Linked DNA regions of Mus musculus: region 1 is linked to region 2. The links are chromatin contacts, called in public Hi-C maps. All regions are on one chromosome and are shown on one strand. The core of a region is the stretch at or near the end of the contact, and the rest is flanking DNA. Distances in the headings are between cores, read along the strand shown. Region 1 has its middle 47 kb from the start of Gm26559. Region 2 overlaps Map1b (microtubule-associated protein 1B).

Region 1 (4,743 bases), core at 1,971-4,470, 110 kb before region 2:
TTTTCGTCAAGATTTTATCATCTCCAAGGAATTATCCAATTTCTTGTGCCCCGAAATAATCAGACCAAAGCCTGATGGTCACTAATCAAAGATTTTGTAGAAAAAGAAGTTCTACAGAGATGCAATATGCTAATTTATGCTAATTGGCAGTATTCTATCGTGGCCTATGAGCTTGACTGCACATGAAAGTATTTCTGGTGTAACTTGATAGCTAAGTTAAAGATAAAGGTGAACGTAGAGTTGTGTTCATGGATCGACACATTTTTTTATTAACATATATTCACTGTACAATGTAATAGCCTTCATCTTGATAGTTTTTTAAAAGATTTATTTGTTTATTTATTTATTTTATGTAAACAAGGGCTCTGTTTTTATGCACACCAGAAGAGAGAATCAGATCCATTACAGATGGTCATGAGCCACCATGTCATTGCTGGGATTTGAACTCAGGACCTCTGGAAGAACAGCCAGTGATCTTAACCACTGAGCCATATCTCCAGCCCCTCATCTTGATACTTTTATGCATCTATATCACATACCTCCTTGACCATGCTCTCTCTTCCCCATTGTTGCTAGTTCCTACCTCTTCCAAATAACCTCTCTAATACCTTCATGCCTTTTAAAAGAGTCTAGATCCCTAATGTGAGGGAAAACATACAATGTTGGGTCTGGCTTAGTTTTCTTAGCATCATCGAATTCCACCAATTCTCCTGAAAATGTCATGTTTTCATTCTTCTTTATGGATAAGTATATATTTCTCTCTCTCTCTCTCTCTCTCTCTCTCTCTCTCTCACACACACACACACACACACACACACACACACACACACACACCACATCACATTCTCCATATTGTTGATGGATATCTAGGCAGATTCCATAACTCAGGTATTGTGAATACTGAAGCAAATGTGCAGATAATTTTCACTGTATATCGAATTAGGTTCCATCAGGAATATAGACAGGAGTGATATAGCTAGCTTCATTTGTAGACAAAAATATTAGTTATTTTTCACCCCAGTTGAGAAAGTGAGGTTGTCGCTCTCCATGGTGCTGAAACATCGACCAACTAATGTTTGCTTAACTTGATGACTTTATCCTCTAAGACTTGAGGCTACCAGGCTTGAATAATGATCTGGAGAAAGGTGAGGTAAGTTGAGGAGCTTAAATATCCAAAGAATAGACCAAGGAGATTTTTTTACAGTTCAGGATCTTGTGACTGGAAAGAATTTCAGGGTGTATCTAGAATAACCCTTTAATTCAGCAACTGAGGAAACGAAAAAATGAAGAAAGCCAACTCCCCAGTTCTACGCAGTAGAAATTCAGGACCCACTGGATGTGATACAATGAGGAATAGCTAGTTTGTAGAGTCAATCTTAACATTGCCAACACAACAAATTTTTCCACCAGTTGGGCGTGACCCCATTTGTGACATCGGTGAAAGGTTATCCACATAACATTTTCTGGCTTGTCTATGTACTTCGCTGAATTTACCCTAAACACCTCCAATCAGTACATAACACCCTTGTGGGTATTCAAGCCTTGAATGGAGGCTCAGAGCAACTTCCCAGGCTCTGCAGCTGACTTCTACTGTTTCTTACCGTGATGCTGTGTCTGACTTGTCTGCCATGGTTCCTAAGGCTGGAACTTGAGAGAGCTGGCTACGCACAAACATTGCCCTTCTCTTAGGTGGATGAATACACTTAGTGAGATTGTAGGTCTGTCATTTGGTGACAGCTAGTGACACTGCAGAACAGGACAGATGGGTGAAACACCAAAGAAATGCATCCCACAGAGGCTCAGTGAAGCAAGGGTTCATCAACCAATTCATCATCTGGTTAAAAAGGGAAATAAAAAGGACAAGAATTTTCTGCCACAGGTTACACACTGGTCAAGCAGTGGGGAGGTGTTTTGTTTTGTCTTGTGTTGTGTTGTTTTGGTTTTGCTTTTCTTTTGGCCTGGTATCACTTATATAAAAACATACTAAGAGATAAGATTTGCATTAACAAGGAAGCTACTTTAAACCTCCATTTTAATTTTTATACAATTCTCTCTCTCTCTCTCTCTCTCTCTCTCTCTCTCTCTCTCTCTCTCTCTCTGTGTGTGTGTGTGTGTGTGTGTGTGTGTGTGTGTGTGTGTGTGTGTGTGTGTAAAACAACAGGCACTCAGAGTCATTAATGACTAGTGAAAATAAGTAGTGAATTGCAACCAAGATACAATAAACCTGACTGTGAAACAGAAACCAGGGAAGTTCCTGCTTGCCTTGCAGAGGCTCGCTGAAACCTTAGGGCTTGGATGGAGGCCACTCAGCTGCTCCAAGAGCCAACTTCATTCAGCCTCGGGGCTCCAGAGCCAAGAGCAGGTGCAGTTACTTGCCTGCTCTCCCCAGAGGCTACCAAGAGTTCTGCTGAGACTCACACTGTCAACAAAGGCCAGGAAAAAGGGACTTTCTTGGATGTTTCAGTAGCCTGTGTCAGAGATGGAGACTCAGACAAACAAAAAGGCTAGTCCAGGTACTTGGGTTCTTGCCTGTACTCATGACACTTCAGACCCAGAGATGCTGAGGGTGCCGCCAGTTTTGCCTTGGTGTCCTTTCTGAATCTTTCACCACTTGCTGAAAGCCTCTGCCACAGCTGCTTTTTCTACCACACTAGAAGAGCATACATTTAACTGTCTATGCATTATCTACTGTGTATCTGTCTGTCTATCTATCTATCTATCTATCTATCTATCTGTCTGTCTATCTATCACCTATCTTTCTATTCATTTATCTATCTATTCTGAATTATCTTTTTCCACTTCAGCTAAAGTATCACTTTCTTGCAGTTGTAGAACACTCCCTCTTGCTGATCCCCCCATCCCCCAAATCAGAGCATCATGGCAAAGACCAGGGCCTTAATCTCTCACTGTCCAGAGAGAATCTAGGAGCCCAGGTTTGCCTCCAAGAACGCCTATAACTAAGAAAACCCTAGTCAGAACAAAGCTGCCAAAAGTTCTCTACCCACCAAACTCAGATTCCCTGACACCTGGGAAGTTTGAGGGAACTAAATAAATGGTAGGGTGTGGGTAAGGAAGGCTCCTGAAGAGCTGAGCCACCTTCCCGAAAGGCCCTCCAGAGGCTACAGCAGCACCGGATTCTGCACTGCAGGCTGAAGCCTATTTAATTGCTGGTAATTAAGGCCGGATCTATAGTTTCTGGGCATGCCCTGTGGGGGAGGGCCTGCCTTCCTGGCCTCTGGTGAGCTGCAGGGAAGCAATCAGTGCTGCACGGATCTTGCAGCTCTGCAGTTCATAGCAGGGCCTGTTGCTGGGCAATTTCCAGCACAAAGGTTGTTTGTAAAGCTGCATTTTGAAGCTAGAAACTTGTCTTTTCAAAAGAAATAAGTATAGAGTAGAAACAGTTCATCCTTATGGAGCGCGTACTAGAGGTCTGACATTGTGGTAAGCATGTTTAATTCTCAAAAGATGGTGGTGGGTAAATTTTTAATTGATGGTGATAAGATTAGATAATTCACTCTAGACCCACAGTTGGCACAGAGTTAAAATCTAATTAATTGGATTCCAGAATCCCGGCTGTTAGCCACTGTGGTCTTCAGCAGAGACTGCAAACTGGTAGCCTTATTTGTAAACCTTCAAGGTGTATAGATCCGTGAGTCCCACGTTCTTCTTTCTTTTCTCTCTTTTTTTCTTCTTTTGACTGCCCTGAATTGTTTCTTAGGTACGAATGTTTACAAACATTACTTACATCTTGTGCTAATGGCAACAGTGGGGCTGGAGAGTATTGAGCCCCATGAGAACCACACCAACCATAAGATGAATTGTGTGGCCCTTCCCTTGGTTCTGGTTCTCGCTGCTCGCCAGAGTCAGGACTTGTGTTCAGTGACTCACTGGGCCCCATGGTTCCTTCTGAGAGCTTTAAGGATTTCCCCAGTGAGGATAACCTTGAAGATTTTATATGTGGAATCTTCCCCCGCCCAGTAAGAATTCAAGACTCTCAAAGCCCCACAGTGGGGTCCAACTCTTCAGAGGCGGACTGAAGAGTTCCAGCAAACGAGCTAACCAGGTTTGCTGTAAGATGCGCCTTTAGGAGCTGGGCGTTTGCAGCCACCGGGGGGGGGGGGGGGGGGCGCAGAGAGCTGTCACTATTGCCAGCAGTGTACCTTCATGCCCTTGTGGGCATCCATCTCAGGTCACCTGATGGCTGCCCTGGATGGAAAGGAAGGAGCCCTTTCTCATAATCCCTTTAGTGGCTCTGCTCACATTACTTTAAAATATGGAAATGCCCAATAAAAATTCAGATTTCTGGTGTTCTTGGGGGAAAAAAAACTGCTAATAATACAGGCAGTGAATTGGGTCTGAGTGATCATTGCCCCTTCTCTGGGGTAGGCAGCATCTAGTCTCTCCTGCTTGTGCCACTCCATCTAAACCCTAGCCTGTCTCCTGCCCTCCCTGGCATGCTGAGACTGTGACACTGTTTGCCATTAAGCAAAGTACAATAAGAGCAGGAGGAGGGTTAGAATAAAGAGGCAGGGTAGTGAGGCTCAGACTCACCAGCAGCAAGGGCAATTGCAGTCATTCATTCAAAGAGGAAAAGCCCGTTGTTGCAGGAGTCTAATGTGTCCCCAGTCTCATTGTTAAGCTTACAGATAAGCAGAGACAAGCTGGCTCGGGGTGGGTTGAGAGTCCCAGAAATCTCAAGATGCACTGCTGCCCCAGACCGCATGTCTCTCCTCATCTGCTTTT
Region 2 (4,455 bases), core at 1,295-3,794:
CTGATCTGGCTCAATCTGTGACCCAAGCTTTGGATCCATCTTTCCATCTACTCCTGGACCTAGCCGCCTGGGCAGGCCGTGGGGACGTTAAATGCAGTATAACCCATGTGACTCACTGTTATCAGTCTGTCTTTGCTATCTGCTCCCGCCCCCACCCCAACTCTCTCTCTCCTTATTCCTCCCCAATCTAATACCTTAATTATGAGCCTCACAGTTGAGCTTGGTGGCTCTGCCTGTAATCTCAAGCACTCAGGAGACTAATCATGTAGGAAGATTGAGGGTTCATGGATGAACTGGGTTAAATAACAAGCTTGAGGCTAGCCTGAGCTATATATAGTGAGAACCAGTCTTTAAAAAACAAACAAACAAACAAACAAACAAACCCAAATGATATAATAAAATAAGATGGTATCCCAGTATCTGACCTGACTCTATAGACTGAGCACTGCCTCTGGTCCTCACTCTAAGGGACAGTCACAGCCCTGGGCTTCAAGTTCCTCATCCTTATCTGTACAATGTCTTCCTAGCAGGTCTAGGGTACACATTAATAACGATAATGTTCCTAAAGAACTTAGGTCAATATTGAATTAGGACATATATTCAATACATCATAGCCATGGTTATTATTTATCCTTTCATCAGATATTGATTGAGTTCCTACTGTGTATAAGACAGTGTTTCAGAGTTAGGTTTTCTGAGTTAAAAGAGCCCCCCCATTAAACTGTATTCCCTTCAGGACAGAGGGGGTGTCACTCATATTTTAACCCCCGAGCTTCATTTAAGAAGATCCCGCTGATCCGCCTGAATTAAGTTCCAGAAAATCTGTCCTCTGTAGGCAGTGAGTATCACCTGCACAAATAGGAAACGCTTCTTTTTACAATGGTAGCAGGGCCCCGAAGATTTAAATAACTCTCTCTGAAACTTTCTTCTCAAGAAAGTCTAGCTGGGTTTAGTGGCCCAGATACTCAAAAGGCTGAGGCAGAAGAGGACCACCAGCTCAAGGCCTGCCTGGTCACCTTAATGAGAACTTTTCTCAAAATAACAAAGTTGAACAGGGCCAGGGGTGTAGCTCAGTGGTAGAGCTCTTGCTGAGCATGTTTAAGGCACTAGTTCATTCAATACTAATCATCACAAAACAAGCAAACAAGCAAACAAAACTCCCAGAGTCAACAACCACACAAACAAAGGCAGTTACATCTGATTGGGAAAACCTAAGAAAATGTAATTTTAAGATGAAAGTGCCGGTATTAATAATCTCCTGGTACTACCTAACTCACCACAAAGACGCGTAGCAGGTGGTTTTCAAAATAAAAGGCCCCGATATTATTTATCAGAGATTGGAATTACTTTTCAATCTAAGAAAATATATCTCACCTCTCTCTCTCTCTCTCTCTCTCTCTCTCTCTCTCTCTCTCTCTCTCTCTCTCTCCATATATGTATATATTATATGTGTGTGTTGTTTGTTTTTCTTGATAGAGTGTCTCTGTGTAGCCCTGGCTGTCCTAGAAGTTACTCTATAGACCAGACTGGCTTCGAACTCAGAGAACTACCCACCTCTGCCTCCCTAGTGCTGAGATAAAAGGCATGCAGTACACCCAGCTATAAACCTTTTTTTTTTTTTTTTTAAGAAAGCCTTGTGGGCTGGGAGTGTAGCTCATCAAGAGAATCCTGAGTTCATTCCTCAGTACCACAAGAAAAAAAAAGTTAATTTAACTGTAAAATCTTAAGACATTCTGAGAAGCTAATGTAAGGAGTGAGAGTCAGGAACCATATGGCTGGATTGAACTTCTACTTGACCAGCTCACTGTATCTGTGTGATTGAGACAGCCAACTCTTAAACAGGTGGTCCCTCAGCTTCAACCTCTCTACCTGTACAGTAGGAGGGATTACAATGGTACATTTTTTTTATATGTATTTAGAAAAGACAACATGGCGGCTGGCGAGATGGCTCAGCAGCTAAGAGCACTGACTGCTCTTCCGAAGGTCCTGAGTTCAAATCCCGGCAACCAAGTGTTTGGTACCCAATCCCAGTACAAATGTTCCCCTGTATCCATAGGAAATCTTTTGGCATCTATAAGTCAGGGTCTATAAAGCCATGCAGGTCTGATCTTCTCTGAAGCTTCCTTCTCTGTAAAATGGGGAGAGCGGGGGAAAAATACTGTCACCAGGGTTCCTTCGGGTGTCCCAGGTGAAAAAGGCAAATTCAGACTCCATCCAGCATGAGAGCGACCAATCCTCAGGAGACTGGGGAGGAGGCCTCACATCTTCAGGGCAAAGGAAAGAACTCCGTGCTGGTACATAAGGAGCAAGACGATTTTCTTCTGTGTTAGGGTGGTTTTATTATTATTGTTGCTTGTTTGTCTGTCTGTTTGTTTGTTGCTGGGATTTGGAATTTGGGGGTGTTGGGGAGGTTGAGAAAGGAAGAGAGAGCTCCTAGTTCCCACCCTATCCAAACCCAGGGAAGCAGATTCAGAGGCTTGGACCAGGCTAAACAGAATGAACACAGAGGAGCATATTGGGAGTGCTGCAGTGAGTCATGCGTGCTGATCCGCTTTAATGAGCCTGATGTGGTCCTGAGGAGCCTGAACAGGGCAGACCTATCTGTATCTGATGTGCCATGTGGAGTAAATGCCTTGTGGGTGATGGGACCTCAGGCCAATCCTGTAAGTCTAGGCCCACAGTGGGTGTTGTTTGTTCTTTAGGTGACCTCCAGGGAGCCTGATTTTATCTACGTTGTTGATATTTCTTTCTTTTGTCTGCCACTGTTCACTTCTAACCCTTGACAGTTTGTCTGGAGGCTTTGAAAGCCTAGTGAAGAGGGTCTGGGTGTGGTGGCAAATGCCTACAAGAGGATGAGACAGGAGGATCATGAGTTGGAGGCTAGGTTGAGCTAGAGGGCTAGAAACCACAGGGCTAGAGAGCTGGCTCAGGGAGAAAGAGCTATTTTCTTGCAAAGGACTAGAGTCCATATCCCAGCACCTGAGCAAGTAGCTCACAACCACCTACAGCTCCAGTCCCAGGAGAGCCAGTGCCCTCTTCTGGCCTCTACATACCTGTGCATAAATATGTGCAGACATGTAATTACACATAAGGGAAGAAAGAAAGAGAGGAAGAAAGAAAGAAAGAAAGAAAGAAAGAAAGAAAGAAAGAAAGAAAGAAAGAAAGAGAGAGAGAGAGAGAGAGAGAGAGGGAGGGAGGGAGGGAGGGAGGGAGGGAGGGAGGGAGGGAGGGAGGGAGGGAGGGAGGGAGGGAGGGAGGGAGGGAGGGAGGGAGGGAGAAAGGAAGGAAGGAAGGAAGGAAGGAAGGAAGGAAGGAAGGAAGGAAGGAAGGAAGAGGAAGGAAGGGAGGAAGGAAGGAAGGAAGGAAGGAAGGAAGGCAAGGGAAGGAAGGAAGGAAGGAAGGAAGGAAGGAAGGAAGGAAGGAAGGAAGGAAGGGAGAAAAAAGGGGAGATGGTGGGAGGAAGATATTAAAAAGCAAATGAAGAGGCTAGGGAAGGGCTGAAGAGGGAGACAAATATGGTGGGCGATTTAGAAAGTGAATAAGAACTTTGCAAAGAGAACAGAAGCCACTGCTTTGCGTCCTAGCACTGCAAATTCTGGATGAGGGAATATGGAACACAAAACAAGGACTCTCCTGCCAGCAGGGGCAAAGCCAGACTGCTATAGCCAAAGGCTGGTGATCTCTACGTACTTGGACCAGCTTGGGACAGAGAGAACCTTGGGAGTTGGCTCTTTAGTTACTTGTTTCTAGGTTGGGAACACATGAAGTCCAGGAGGGCAGGGCACCCAAGGGAAGGATGGATGGAAGGCCCAGCACCTTGGAAAACGAGACCACAGCCAGTGACAGGGAAAAAGAAAAATAGTTAACGGCAAGGGAGTGTAGGGAAATGAGATATAGACTCAAATCACGGAATTGTCTGCAACTGTAAAACCAAGCTGATGAAAAGGAGCCATGTTGCTTCCAAGCACTGATCAGCTCATTTACACTGAAAATAGATTATTCAGAATACGCCCCGGATTTGTGTACAATGGGATTCGATGCTTTAATTCTCTTAAAAACTAAATGGTCAGAATCTGAAGAACAACGTGACTGTGAAGGACACGCCACAGAGCTGAAACATCAAAAACAAAGACTTCTTTTCAACAGGAAAGCAATCTCATTTCTGGGACTGTCAGCGGGGAGGATGGGGGAGAACTTGGCTGACCATTCAGCAGAAACAACCCTGATGGAGGCTTGATCACGCTGTCCAGCAGATTTTGGATGACTGTCAGCTGGCCCACGCTGTGTGTTAACCTCTTACAAAAGGAAGTGTTGGCTTTAAAATCAGGCAACCTTTATTTTGGGTGAGTGGCTCAGGAGGAGTGAAAGGGATAACGCCACATCCCTGACCTTGGCCATGAGAAGTTGGGCAGGTCATTAGACCTCAGGTTTGTGGTCCATGAAGAGGAGAGAATG

Evidence for each region. A called contact is a pair of places that touch in the nucleus more often than the background predicts.
Region 1: a contact with region 2 is called in a Hi-C map of rod photoreceptor, with 1.8 times the contacts expected there. The contact joins two enhancer-like sites. A contact is called at or near these places in 3 of 484 Hi-C or Micro-C datasets (hematopoietic stem and progenitor cells, nephron progenitors and rod photoreceptor) and 2 of 9 other capture datasets (adipose tissue and pancreatic islet).

What each region holds. Positions count from the first base shown.
Region 1 is chr13:99,560,853-99,565,595 of GRCm38.p6, reverse strand. No RefSeq gene overlaps it. Among named protein-coding and RNA genes, the nearest start is that of Gm26559, 47 kb to the right of the region's middle. Within about 2 kb of position 3,220, at least 31 of the 459 cell types and tissues checked have an H3K27ac peak or open chromatin away from gene starts, as enhancers often do. A contact at or near this core is called in rod photoreceptor, where this site is marked.
Region 2 is chr13:99,450,745-99,455,199 of GRCm38.p6, reverse strand. All of the region lies in intron 2 of Map1b (microtubule-associated protein 1B), which reads left to right. Among named protein-coding and RNA genes, the nearest start is that of 6430562O15Rik, 40 kb to the right of the region's middle. Within about 2 kb of position 2,544, at least 9 of the 459 cell types and tissues checked have an H3K27ac peak or open chromatin away from gene starts, as enhancers often do. A contact at or near this core is called in rod photoreceptor, where this site is marked.